Linked DNA regions of Mus musculus: region 1 is linked to region 2. Evidence: chromatin contacts called from public HiChIP or PLAC-seq data. All regions are on one chromosome and are shown on one strand. Each heading gives the region's core, a stretch centred on a gene start, on an enhancer-like site or on the middle of the called end of the contact. The rest is flanking DNA. Distances are from core to core; before and after follow the strand shown. Region 1 overlaps Sv2b (synaptic vesicle glycoprotein 2 b). Region 2 overlaps Slco3a1 (solute carrier organic anion transporter family, member 3a1).

What was found. HiChIP or PLAC-seq counts read pairs in DNA pulled down with a chosen protein or histone mark.
Region 1: a contact with region 2 is called in an H3K27ac HiChIP or PLAC-seq map of SST interneurons, with 6 times the contacts expected there. The contact joins two enhancer-like sites. A contact is called at or near these places in 2 of 484 Hi-C or Micro-C datasets (cerebral cortex and myocytes) and 5 of 115 datasets of contacts at active chromatin or transcription factors (the NIH/3T3 cell line, SST interneurons, acute myeloid leukemia and 2 more).

What each region holds. Positions count from the first base shown.
Region 1 is chr7:75,114,914-75,121,912 of GRCm38.p6, reverse strand. It overlaps Sv2b (synaptic vesicle glycoprotein 2 b), which reads left to right. Exons shown (of 13, transcript NM_153579.4): 12 at 1,829-1,988; 13 at 4,135-6,999. The coding sequence ends at 4,318. Among named protein-coding and RNA genes, the nearest start is that of 4930533N22Rik, 88 kb to the right of the region's middle. Within about 2 kb of position 3,737, at least 91 of the 459 cell types and tissues checked have an H3K27ac peak or open chromatin away from gene starts, as enhancers often do. A contact at or near this core is called in SST interneurons, where this site is marked.
Region 2 is chr7:74,462,057-74,468,909 of GRCm38.p6, reverse strand. All of the region lies in intron 2 of Slco3a1 (solute carrier organic anion transporter family, member 3a1), which reads left to right. Among named protein-coding and RNA genes, the nearest start is that of Slco3a1, 89 kb to the left of the region's middle. Within about 2 kb of position 4,044, at least 63 of the 459 cell types and tissues checked have an H3K27ac peak or open chromatin away from gene starts, as enhancers often do. A contact at or near this core is called in SST interneurons, where this site is marked.

The DNA.
Region 1 (6,999 bases), core at 2,488-4,987, 650 kb before region 2:
GAGTCGAGGAAGCTCCTTGACCATAGCATACTTTGGCAATGGTGTTTTATTAGTCAGGATGTATTAGCTAAGCCTCACATTGATCTCTTGGAGCAGAGCATGTGCTTGGAGGGAATTGCTCTCAGGACTCTTGTGGCCCATAGATGCCAGCTTCCTTCCCTGTGCTTCCCTCCTGGCTGCTTACAGCCCTGTCCCTTCCCAGAGGGGGCAGTATCTGGGTGGATAGTTATTATTCATTAGCTCCTTTGCCAGGCTTACACTTCCCACTGTACTTACAGCCCCGAGTCCCTGTGTGACTCCAGGGTGAGATCCCATGAGGAAGGAGGTTTCTGGGTAGTCAGAAAAGCATTTGGATTCCAGGCAAGGAGGATACTTGTTCCCATTGCCCTGATGGTGGTGGGAAGCTCACCCACTTACTTTTTGGCACTCACTACTTTTGCTTTACTTTTGGCCTCATCCGCACATTATTCCAGACCCTTTCAGGCCTGTAGTCCAGTCAGTCATGACCAGAGCCAACCCAAGACTTTCCAAGCTTCTCTGGGTGGAATTCTTGGGTTTGGAAAGGGTTTGCTACATCCAGTTTTAAAATGGGGTCTCTTATTACCATCTCCGTCAGTGGGATTCTTAGTCAGAGAGTTCTCCCTGAATGGTGTAGTTTTCCCTACACTGTTGATGGACAGCTTTACACATGTGGCCAGGGTCGGGACAAATGAGGGAGGCCAGACTCTCAGATTCTGGCAAAAGTGGGAGGCAGCTGTCATCCTATGGTGGCAGGAACCAGGGGAAAAAACAGCATTCACAGAGCCCAACGGGGTCTCAAACAGTAGTGGAAGAATAACCTGAAAGGAGCTGTGGTCCTGGAGGGACTTAGCCATTGCCAAAGATGGAGCTTCTAAAATGGGATGGTGGTCACTGAGCAGTTCCACTCCTCTGTCTTCCCATCATGGTGACAATGGTTCCCAGCTTCTCAGGAGGTTGCAGTAGGTTTTGGGAGGGCAGAGGGATCTCTGTGGTGGAGATGATGATGCATTAGTCCTGTTTCTGTTGCTATAACAACACTCTAGAAGGGTGTTTGCCCTTAGAAGGAAGACATATTTATTTTGATTCCCGACTTTAGATTTTGGTTCGCAGCCTTTGCCTCCATTGTTTGAGCATTTGTGTTGTGGCAGAGCATCATGACAGGGAGAATGTGACAGCACAAAGCTGTTCACCCTATGATGGCCTGGGAGCACAGGGAGCTCTTCCTTCAGATGCTATTATTAAATGATGAATCCATACATGATTAATCCATTAATGAGCCCAGAGGTCCCCAGAGGCTCTACTTCTGAGTGTGGCTGCCTTGGGGACAACGCTTCATCCAACATATATGCTTTTTGGGGGGCTTTTAAAATTCAAACCAGAACAGGTCATAGGTGGAGAAGCGGAACAGCACTTCTGGAATTTTCCCTTTGTAGCTGACCTGAAATGTATTCACATTGGAACGTAAGCTATGTGAGCTCTGATTCTTAATTTTATTTTTACATTTCTTTAAAAAAGCAGTTGACTCTTAATATCTTAACTTTTGAGTTGTATATAAATGTATATCCACTCTTTCCATGTGTACATGTCAATATTTACTTTTCCATCGTATATACTTGAATTTAAAATATGTGTGAGTTTATTTGTTCCATTTGTGCTCTTCCCAAGTGGAAGTTGGACCTAGTTACTCAAGTGACATGTTACTTCACCTGAGCCTGTGAGATTGGGGGTGTGGGCAAATCCTCTGGGGAGCAGACTCTGGGACACCACAGGCCTCACACTTCTTTCCACCTTCGTCTTGTCTCCATAGGCGGCTCCATGCTCATCTCTGCAGTCTGCTGCTTCTTCCTGTTTTTTGGCAACAGCGAGTCTGCGATGATCGGCTGGCAATGCCTGTTCTGTGGGACCAGCATTGCAGCCTGGAATGCTCTGGATGTGATCACAGTTGAGCTGTATCCCACCAACCAGAGGTCAGTTCTGACCTAACTTAAGTTACTCTGCTCAGAAGCTGAATCTTGGACCATGCATGGCCTTGGTCTTCTTGAAGTCCATGTTCCAAACGTCTCCCGGGCAATTGACTTTCTCTCCAAGATGATGTCAGTGGTCTGGGCCTGGGTAGGCTAGGGTTTGATAGAGTTGAGTGAGTGACAAGAACCAGAGGACAAACGTAAGCTGTCTCAGTGGAGGGGTAAGAGTGACTAAAGCCTTCTGTATCATTCGATCCTCATTGGAGCTAAGCTCAGGCCTGCCAATGGGAACTAAGGAGAAAACATGAAGACTTGGGACAATATGGATGGCGTGGGGCTCAACAAGAAGGAAGAGAAGGTGGATGGAGGCAGAGTGGTCCAGGGCTGCCAGGGTTTACTCTTTGTTTAAAAGCAGAAGGTCAAGTTCATTACCCAGTAGGTGTTTCTCTACTTGAAGGGGATCTTGAACTATACGTACAGTGGATAAATGCTCACAAGGATGGGCATAGTATGGAGGATGGGTGAGCTTAGTTCTGAAAAGTATTTTAGTGGTATTCCTAAAGTCAACAACAGAGCTTCTGGGCTTTGGCTGGCTAGCATACCATGTTTCCTGAGTCAAAGAATGCTAAATTTTATTAATAGTAAGGGACAGGATAGTGGTCATTGTTGAGTGGGCTATGGTTTTACAGGTAGGAAATTTAGGAAAGTGAAATGAAGAGACACATAGAAAACAAACAAACAAAAAACATCCTGAAATATGAATAAAACTGTAAACCTCTGCTACAATATAAAAGAAGACATAAAACAGAAACCAAGACATGCTTCACTGTCTTGAGATAATTTACTCTTATAAAAATATCAAGTTTCCTTTAATTCTTCTCCAATTACAATAGTCCATTCAAAATTCAGTGAGACTTTCCCCCTCCCCTGGAAAGCTGAAAAAAATCATTTTAAATTTTACTTAGAAAAGCAGGCATATAGAGATAGAAAATAAAGCAAACATACTCGCTAGGGTTGGGGCTGGAGCTTATAAACCCACCATGCTGCTCAGGTATAGATAATAGAGCCCAACCTCTAACCATAAATATATGCCAATATTTTAAACTTTTGATATAATGAAGAAGTAGTTTAATTGCAGCACAGGAATGACCATCTTGAGAATACTGTCCCAGTGGTTCTCAACCTTCCTAATGGTGCGACCCTTTAATATAGCTCCTCATGTTGTGGTGACATAAAATTACTTTCATTGTTAATCCCTAACTGTAATTTTGCCACTGTTATGAACCATAATGTAAATATCTGTGTTTTCTGACGATCTTAGGTGAGCCCTGTGAAAGGATCCTTTGACTCTTATAGAGTGAAAAATGATGCTCTATACAGTCGTGGTCAGGATAGGCTGTGTCGTTCATGAAGTTTATCACTGGAGTGTAATTTAGGGATAATAATTAGTACTGGGTTCTGCCATGGATGGCAGAAATTCCAAACAAGCATGGGAGGTTTGGCATTGCAAGGACTCTTCATCAGCAGCCTGAGCAGAAGGCTCAGGCTTCTATGCTTCTAGTCTCCCTTGCCTGGATTCCACCACGGTCCATCTCTGTTGCAGGAAGTAAGACAAAGGACAAAAAATAAAGGAAGAGAGAGTAGAAATTCGCTCACAACCTCTCTCAGGAAATTTTTCATGTGCACTCTGTCTCATTGGCTGAAACTAAGTCACGCTCACACAGCCAGCAGCAAGGGACTCTGGGAAATGTAGTCTTACAGTTGGGGACCTAAATTGCAGAGTGAGTTAGCAGTCTTTGCCACAAGAGAGTGTGCTCACACTTTATTTCGTATGCAGCTTTATTTTTTTGATATTTTTCTGTAAGCAAGTACTACTTGTAACTATTTTAATTAGAGATATGCTTGGGAAGATAAGGAAAGAGGCTTGAAGGCAATTCAGAATGTTAATAGCAGCTATTAGTCCAGGTATCCCTACATCTTAATTTCATTGAGTATTTCCAGTGTTGGCTAAAATGAAATCGCTGTTTTTATATTTAGATAAGAAATTGAGTCCCACACCTCCTCCTCTTACAACAAGGAAAGAACATACAGCCGTTCACCTAGCGAAGCCCAGAATTTCAGAATCCTCTCCTGTCCTCTTCTTTTGCAGGGCCACGGCCTTCGGCATCCTCAACGGACTGTGCAAGTTTGGGGCCATCCTGGGAAACACTATCTTTGCTTCTTTTGTTGGGATAACCAAAGTGGTCCCCATCCTTCTGGCTGCTGCTTCTCTGGTTGGAGGTGGCCTGATTGCCCTTCGATTGCCAGAGACTCGAGAGCAAGTCCTGATGTGACCAACCCACCGGGAAAAGACAGATGGGAAGATCTTTTTCAGGACACTCCAGCACAGCCACGCCTCCTGCCTCTCACTGTCTACAGGATACCGCGGACAGCACGGAAGGAGAAATGGACTTTGTGATCCCTAGTTTAGGACCCACTGCAGTTGTTAATACATTTTTAACTCAGGTGATTGACTAGGGGTGCCCAGAACCATCCTTGGGATCCCAGAGCTGTGTGCTTAGCTTCAGGTCTCTTCATCCCAGGCAGGGAGAGGACACTCCAGTAAACACACACAGTAAGCAAGGAGTATATGCTCCTCTAAATGAGGTGCAAAAAACTATTTGCATTTCGGACTGAAGTTGAGGACTAGAACCACTTAAGCTCCTCCATGCAGCTTCTGGGAGCCCAGTGACCTAGCAGATTGTCATAGTGGGGAGTGGGGTCAACACATACTGGGCTCAGAGAGCAGACTACGTATTTGCATTTGAAAGTATCACCTATCATATTTTCCTTTTGAAAACTGGCACAGTAGCCTTGAGGATACTCTGATATAGAAAAACCCAACCTTTAAGCAAAATGTATATAGACGGACTTTTCTTCCCAAGCATCCTGAACTTTGCATAACGAAGAGGTGATACACTAAGAACTATATTTATTATGGTTTTGCTCTTGTCAGAGCAACGTGAGGATGGGTATTATGTAAACTAAGTTTGTATATAAGAGTTTTGAGGTTTTATTCCCACAAATGGTGGCTGCTAAGGTTGCCAACATTTTAGCCATATTTGGGGAGGACTCTCCATTCAAGGTCGCAGGAAACTTGGTGCGAATGGGTAGCATCTTGCTTGCTGTCCGGAGGATGTACTTGGCAAGCCACGTGCCATTTCCTTTACCTGGGAACTTTTCTTCAAATTGGTAGGGCAGGTACTTCTCTCTCCTGTGTTGCTCATTTGTGAAACTCAGGACCATAGGTTGTTTGATGCTGTTTACCCAGAGAGAACAGGAAGAAATGAAATGAAAATGTTTTTATTTTTATTATTGGCTGCTTGCACTCCTTTTCTTTAGAGAGAACCCCCTCACAGATAACTGACTAAGGATGGGGAAAGGTAACCACAGTTCTTCAAAATGTGAGTTCTTCCTGTTTGATTTCAAAGAAAAACACAATGTACATTTATTATAGTGTTTAGGACCTATGAGAAATTTATGCTCTGTGTGTTGGCTCGGGGCGTTCGAAACAGGCCATTAGCATGCACATTAGGAAATAAAAGGCATGAGATACATTCGTTTCTTCATTGCTCCAAGGAAGCTTTTTCTGAGATCCAGGTTGGAACTTGAATGTGGAAAGGGGAGAGGGGGTCAGGGCTGCTCTGGCAGGTGCCAGCAGTCTGGAGGCTAGGCTGAGGGAGTGGCTTTTGTTCATCAGTACCCTCTGCAATGGTAGAGACAGAGCTAGGAGTTCCTGCCACCTGAGCTGCTCTTACCTGGGCCAGCAGAACGACTGACTGACTGACTGTAAGAACTAGTTTGCTCACGTTATTTGCAGCACACACACAAGCTGTGATGTGCTAATCTCTACCTATTAGAAATCTTCCCAAATCTAAACCAAACTAATGACTACATTGAGTGTTTTCTCAGTTCTGTGGAAATACTTAGATGCCAGGCCAGTTCAAGCCATCTTTGCCTAGTCCTCTGGAATATAAGTTGGCAGTGGGAAAGAGTGAAATCTTTGAGAACTTCCCATTTTCAAGTGTGGCTAACATGTTTACTCTGCTTCTCTGGTCCCCACCTCTTTATTTACACCACCATTACTTTCTGTCCAGGGAAGGAAGATGCATCAGGTCTGATGTGATAACCCCCATTACTCCAAATATAAATATATATAAATATACAGAATGTATTAATGCTTCTCTCGGTGTTTTATAGGAATTAACTGATAACGCTCTGTTGATAACGAGAAACTTTCTGTAATATAGCTGTGATGTCCTTTTCCATTTTCTTGTGATATGGAATGCATTGCTTAGGATCATGAGAGAATTGTATAAATCTGTGGTTATGTATCCCTCATAACAGTGTTCTTTAATGGGATAATAGACCTCAGTGCTCAGCTACCACTCAAGAAATGTACGAGACAGTTAGAATCCACATTTACAGTCAGATATATCTTGTAAACTTTAAATCTGACTAATTTTTAAAGCACAGGAGTGGCTGCAGTTATTTTAGGCTAACTGTTCTTGGTTTCTAAGCTCTGTCTTCTACATTACATTTATGGCTCCTTAACCTGTTTGCCTAACCAACCAAGGGCAATTCCCGTCCATCCATCACACGGGATGTGAGAAGGATGCAGCCATGGTCTGCAGCCTCTCTCATGAAGGGTTATCTGGCCATGGTACTTGGCTGCTTCATAACTTGCTGTCACTCCTGATGAGATAAGTGTGTCTTTAAAAATAGTCCCCGTGTCAGGTCACTGGGGTGTAATGTACAACATCCTTAGCCATCCATTTTTTCTTTTCTTTTTTTTTGCCCTGAGAGACTCCCAATGGCATCTATAGAGGACTAAAGAAGAGAGCCGTTCCCTCACTGAGTCAGACTGTTCACAGTTCATTATGTATTTTATGATGGCTTGTTTGGGAGCCGATACTTTCAGCAGTCTCAACTGTGTTGTGGGATCTCCTGATGCTGGTTTCTGAGCTTTTGTTTT
Region 2 (6,853 bases), core at 2,795-5,294:
CCTCAGCTACATAGTGAGTTCAAGGCCAGCCTAGGATACAAGGTGGAGTGCAGCAGGGTTCGTGAAAAGTAGAGAATAGATATGTGACAGTGTGTACTGGGGAGATGAGCAGTGACCCCAAATTCTTCTGAGGACCAAGTACTTTTGAGCAAGAGTGCAAGTGTGTTTAGGTTAGACTCTAAGTGTGAGTCTACAGTCTGGGTGGAATTTGGACTTCTGACCTCAGCTCCTTCTCATTCCTGTCATTTCCTCCCAGTTCTGGGGCCTTATGTTTGTATTCTTGGAGAAGACACACAGTAGGTGCTTGTTGTAAATTTGACATGTTTTTCTCTTTACCCTTCCCCTTCCTGAACATCATGCCTCATGCATCTGACTTTACGAAAGAAGGGAATGATATGGAGAAAGAAAAGAGCAAAACCAGATATGAGTGCCACACGTAAGAATGGCATCTTTTGTGGGCAGTGAGACCTTAAACACGGGGCAGGTTCTGAAACTGTGCTAGGTGCTGGGGGCTGTGCTCCTGGGGTGGCTTTGTACACTGTCTGTCTTAAAGTCCTCTCCAATTGAAGGTGTGTTATTTTTCTGTTACAAAAGCCAGAGGCTTCCTGGGCCTGGAACTCTCCAAGCCCTTCTCTGAGCTGTGGGTTCCACCCCTGGGTTATGGGTCCCCTTGAACAAACATGAAGCAGAGAAAACACTTGTCAAGGTGGTCAGTGCCCCATCCTCAGGGTGTGGGCTGGGGTCAGAAGCCACCTTTTGAAGAAAAACCAGCAAAGCCCTAGCCATTGTCCTAGCTTTATCTCTGACTTCCTGTTGGTGCTGGCTGGTTGCTGAACTCTCCAGAAATTCTTATGGCTTGGGGGTGGGGGTGGCCTTCGCTCACCATTGGGAGCAAATGATTGAGGGATGCTCTCTGCAAATAGGCCCAAAGGGTTGAAGACAGAAGGCTAATGTCTGCAGTTCCACATTCACCATGCTGGGCAACCCGGGCAGCCCTGTTCTGGCTTCCCCCTCCAGTGCTGCATATCTGCTGGCATATTTATTTGAAAGCAGAATAAGCAGAATTTTTCAAAGGGAAGCAGTTTACAAAAGATGAGAAGAATATAAGTTGGGATAAATGGCTCATCTGGCAGCAGGACCTAGTCTTTGCTGTGTGGGGAACTTTAATGTTGCATGAGCCTGAAGAAGGGAACTTGGCCTTTCTGTAGAATCCTAGAAAAAGTGTCCCTTGGTGAAGCCAGTATGTCACCCACCTCCAGGAGACAGAGCTGAATCCCAAGCCTGTACCATTTCAGTATTACGGGAAGATGTTTGTTTCCTCTGCTAGTCACCTTCTCAATCCTTCTTGTTGAAGCTTCCAGAACTTCTGGGGCCCTGGCTATTGCTGTAAACCTTCACCCAGACTCCTGGATGTCTGTTGGACACACGTGAAATCCCTGTAGACTGTAGCTAATAACTGTGGAAACCGAATAAGCATGCACACAGATTTGTCTCAGGTGTGGATCAAGGCTTTGATGCTTTCTACATCATTCAGAAAGCTAGCCCCATGAGTGCACAATGCCACAATTATATGTTTAAATTTTAACATGTTTCTTAGAACATAGAATGGAATACTAAGTGCCTATGAAACCAATGCCCGGGGCAAAGGCAGTATAAGTCTCATAAAGCAGGGAAGAACGCAGGCTGTAGATTACTTAACAACTGCTGTTCTCACAAGGGCGATCATAGCTGGGTCAGAGCTACTCTTAGCCCTTCTAGGTCCCAATGTGGCCCTCTGTCTCTCAGGCTTAAAAGGCCCTCCACACAGGGTCTGACTATTCCCAGAAGATACCAGAGTGCAGCAGAGGTGGTGACACGTGAAATAGCAGCCAGTGACCCCAGTGTGGAAATTTTAAGAGCTGGGGAGCAAGAATTTCCTGTGATGTGAAAAGGAAAACAAAAAGCAGGAAAAACTACCCCAAAGCTGTGGAAGACACTTGGTGCACAAAGCAAGGGGGCAGGAGGGGGCCTGTGTTGTGAAAATGGCTTCAGGAAATCATAGGCCTGTGGGATAGGTGCTGAGTGACACGACACGTGATGGGTCCTTCTTGGTCTGGCTAGTGTCTTCCATACCCAACAATATACCCAGAATGTCCTGGAGTCGGGGACAGGGGTGGGGGTTGGGGGAGTCTCACACTGAGAGGAGAGCTGGCCTGCTGGAAGAAGGCGTGGTTAGTGAGAACAGCACCCTCTCTACCCCAAGGCAGATGTGCAATGTGGGGTGAGGCAGTGGCTTTGAACTTCAGGAGTGGGGAAGGGGGCACTCTGATTCTTTACTTTTTGTCCAAGATAGTTCAGGCAGAGAGAATGTGTGGTGGTTCCAGAAAACTCTTCAGATGACAGACTTACCTGGAACATTCTGTCTATCACGTGATCTCTGAGTCATTGCCAGAAGTCTAAAACTAGGAACAGCAGCCCTGTCCTTTGTAATGGATGGTTTTGGTCACTTTCATGAAGAACATTTACAAGTGTCTCATACTATTTCCTCCTTTTATTAAATAGGTCCTGGCTGCTGCTGTAAAGAGCAAATCCTCACACACATAGCTACTAAAACGACTATTGTATGCACCAATGAAGTCCAAAGCAGGTTCGACTAATACCTGGGCTGTTCTCTAGTGGTGACACTTGCCATCTTAGAGTTCCCTGATCAATAGCACATTATTTTCAAGGCTGCCCTCTTTGTCTGTGTCAGGGTATGGGAAGTGTGAGCCAGGCCAGAAGTGGCAGAGGCTGCTGTCTCTTGAATCTCTCTATAGCTGGAGCTTAGTGCTATGGCCAGACCTGGAATGATAAGTGAGATACCTGAGCCATGAACCCAGAAGGCAGCAGAATCGAGCTCTGCTGCCATCCAGCCTGTGACTGTCTCAGTAAGTGTTCATCATGTTCCAAACTCATAGCTCCTTGGGGACTTCAGAGCATTTCTGAGAAATGCTTACCTCTGATTCCCAAGTTGCACGTGAGGACATGGAAGATCAAGAAATGCTAGTGGCTTCCCTAAAGCTCGGGGGCCTGAATCCAGGATGCCCAGGCTTGTCCCATCCCCGACTCTCTGCATGCTCTCCATGATGTATGACTAGGAGCCAGGTGACTATATACCTTCTTTGTGTTGTTATCATTGCAGCTCTGAGGAAGATCATGGCTACTATCATGGAGGGTGCACCAGAGCTGTGGCAATAGGGTGTTTGGGCAGAGAGGGTTGATAAGTTTACTAACTGGGGTGCCGGAGTCTTCAGTGTTTTGGCAATAGCTCTACATTATAATCCAGTGCCCCAGACTATGGGAGAATTGGCGGTTATGCATGTACATAACCTGCCTCTACCTTAGGCTGAGAAAAATAGAGCTGGTCCACAGCTCCTCAGGGAACCCTTGATGGATACATAGATTCCTAGAGGATGGGATGTGTGGTAAATGCACACAGGACTTTTGGACCCTGCCATATCCTCATGAATATACTGTGGGGTGAGCAGCAGTCTCTCATGGGCCTCTAAGGCCTTTCCACTTCAGGCTCTTTAACCTCACCCTTCACTCACTGCTCACTTAGTAACCCAGGATCCCAGGATCCTCTCTCCACTTACCAGTCGTTTTACTTTTGCTGTGTTACTAGCCTTAACATTTCCAAACCTGGCCTGCTTGTCCTGTGAAGTGGGAGCTGATAGTCCTGGCCTTGGGAACATCCTGCTAGAGAGGTGTAGAGACAAGAAGGAATATTTTTCCTATAGAATCATGTGGACTGGGGCAAGAGACCATATGTGGGGCTGTGCTTAAGAGTAACTTGGGCATATCTCTAAATTCCTCCTCTGGAGGCAGTGGCAAGGAAGGCACTTGAGCTATTTGAGGTCATCTGGTCTTGGGTGCCTCTATTGCAGCCCCCAATCTAATTGAAGCAGGGAGGGAAACTCACATCGAAACCCTAGAGAGAATTTTTGTGGAGCCTGCTTGTTCTATGTCATCTTCGGCAGCCCTGCTTAGAGTCTGCGTGGTTCATCCAGTGAGTCACCCAGAAGGCATGGGACATCATCACTTTGGCAGCCGTAGGGCATTTGTGCCTGGCTAATTATGGGCAGCTCTGATCTGAAGCAACAAGGATGGAGTTGATATAGGTTGAAAAATGACCCAGACAGAAGCGGAGGCTGGGACTGGCAGCCCTGCCTGCATAGTGGCTGCCCCTGTGGCTGAAAGGAGGTCGGGGCATGTTTGCTTCGTGACAGATTGGGGACAGAGAGGAAAAAAAGGAGTTCAGGCTTTGCGCTGGCCAGTCTGGTTCTAATGCCTATGCCGATATAAGTTCCTAGCCAGGGAAGTCAGGAGTCCAGAGTTTGAAGCTGAAGGTGATGCTAATGGCTTGTGTTCAGATCCATGCTAATATGTCTCTGAGCAGCATCACCGTGTGCCCAGGACAAAAAAATCTGCCAGAGCTCCACCAAGATTCACAAGGCTTTAACAGAGGACTCAAATGGTAAAACACTTTACACACATTCACACACACACACACACACACACACACGGGGACCTACGTTCAGAGCCCCAGGGACCACATAAAGCCAGGTGTGACAACAAGTTTGCAATCCCAGCACTCCTACAGTGAGATGATAGGCAGAGACAAGAGAATCCTCAGCTAGACAAGAATGCACTGCAGCAAACAGCAAACCACCCTGTCTCTCAAATAGCATGGAAGACAGGGCCTGACATCAGATCCTATCCTCCAATCTCTACATATGCACCCTAGAACAAGTGTGCACCCCACATACAACAAGATTTGAAAACTTGCATCTCTGAGTAGTTCTGAAGGTGGCCCCATCAGAGTACATGCCCAACACCCTAGTTCTGTAGACTCAGGGTTGCCTTGTATCATTAGATGATGATATGCTTTTTGAAGGCAACTCCTAGAAACAGTAAATTAAATGTGGCACAGAGATGCAGTACCTGTCTCTGATCCCATCTAACCTGGTGTATGAGAGTGCTCCAATACTGGAAGGCCTCACGCCTGTTCTTGGGTGACACTTGGAAAACCCAGCAGGTGACATTATGTATGTCAAGAAATGGATTCCTCCCTTGGCAGAATGATAAACTGGGAGTTGATTAAATATAAGGATCAAACAGTCACTTCTGTGATTCTTTGACTGTAATATCACAAATCACATTCTATGTGACATCTAACTGCCAAAAGCCTCATGCACCTAGCCCTCTTTGGACAACAGGGGATGTGGAATATAAGTTGTGTTTTTTGAACACAGACTTTTTTTTTCCAAGACAGGGTCTCTCTGTGTAGCCCTGGCTGTCCTGGAACTCACTCTGTAGACCAGGGTGGCCTCGAACTCAGAAATCCACCTGCTTCTGCCTCCCAAGTACTGGGATTAAAGGTGTGCACCACCACCACCCAGCTGTGAACACAGACTTTAAATAACTTTATAAAGCATATAAAAACTGTCTCTGTAAATTTTCTAGAAGTAGTGAACTCTGATTTCTAAGTACCTTTATCTGTAGGGCTGGTATTTTGTGGGGCTGGAGTGAATGCTTGCCATTTAAGTGGCTCACAACTATCTATAAGTCCAGTTCCAGAGGATCCTATGCCTTTCTGGACACTGCAGGCACCTGCGCTTACATGTGCACAAATACACACACACACACACACACACACACACACACTTTAATGGTAGTGCACACCTTTGATCCTAGCACTTAGGAGGCAGAGACAGCCAGATTTCTGTGTTTGGAGCCAGCCTGATCTAAAGAGTGAGTTCCAGGACAGCCAGGGCTACACAGAGAAACCCTGTCTTGTAAAGAAAAGAAAAGAAAAGGAGAGGAGAGGAGAGGAGAGGAGAGGAGGGGAGGGGAGGGGAGGGGAGGGGAGGGGAGGGGAGGGGAGGGGAGGGGAGAGGAGAGGAGAGGAGAGGAGAGGAGAGGAAAGGAAAGGAAAGGAAAGGAAAGGAAAGGAAAGGAAAGGAAAGGAAAGGAAAGGAAAAAAATCAGTATCTATAAAATCAGTAGATGGTAGGAGTTTGTGTCCAAACAAGGCTCAGGAATTCTTGCTCAGATATTTATTTTAAATCTAGTCAAAATTTCAAGCAACAAAAACATTTTCAGCAATTTGAGCATATTGCAGCAGAATAAGGAAGCAGAGACCGCAGTTGCGGGCTAATTGCTCTTCAGAGAAATGAACTGTGCCTTAGGTTAATCTGGAGGGTAAAGCCAGCCCCCTGCTGCGTGGATGATTTGAGAGAGAATATCCACTCCAGCATTGCCTTTTGTTTGGATGACATATGTCATTTCCTTCCCTGCCTCTTTTCCAAGTCCGCAGATGATGATTTGGGGATATGACCTAGGAGCATTGCCTCATTTTGCAGACAGATAGCATTTGACATACAATGATAATCTACACAAAGGCTGGAGAGATAGCTCAGTATATAAAGTACTTGTCTTGCAGGCACAAGGACTTGAGTTTGATCTCTAGAATCCAAATTTAAAATGTTGATGGGGGGGGCAGACCCTTGTAACCCCAGGGAGGCAGAGTCTGGCAAAGCCCTGTGCCCAGCTAGCGTAGCTACCTCCTGAGCACCAGGGCAATGGGAGATCTTGTCTCACTGAAAAAAAAGTGGCCTCTGGGGCACAATGCCTAGGTTATTCTCTGGCCTCCATATATGTCAGGGTCTGTGCATGCATGTCATACCTGAATATACAGACAGCCACACCCACTGCAGCTTTATGAATGAATCACATTTATTATAGATAATCCCGCAGGAAATGATCTGAACCCACTTTAGAAATGGATCGATTATTTGGTCCAGGTTCTGTTTTATTTTCCTAGATCCTGGTG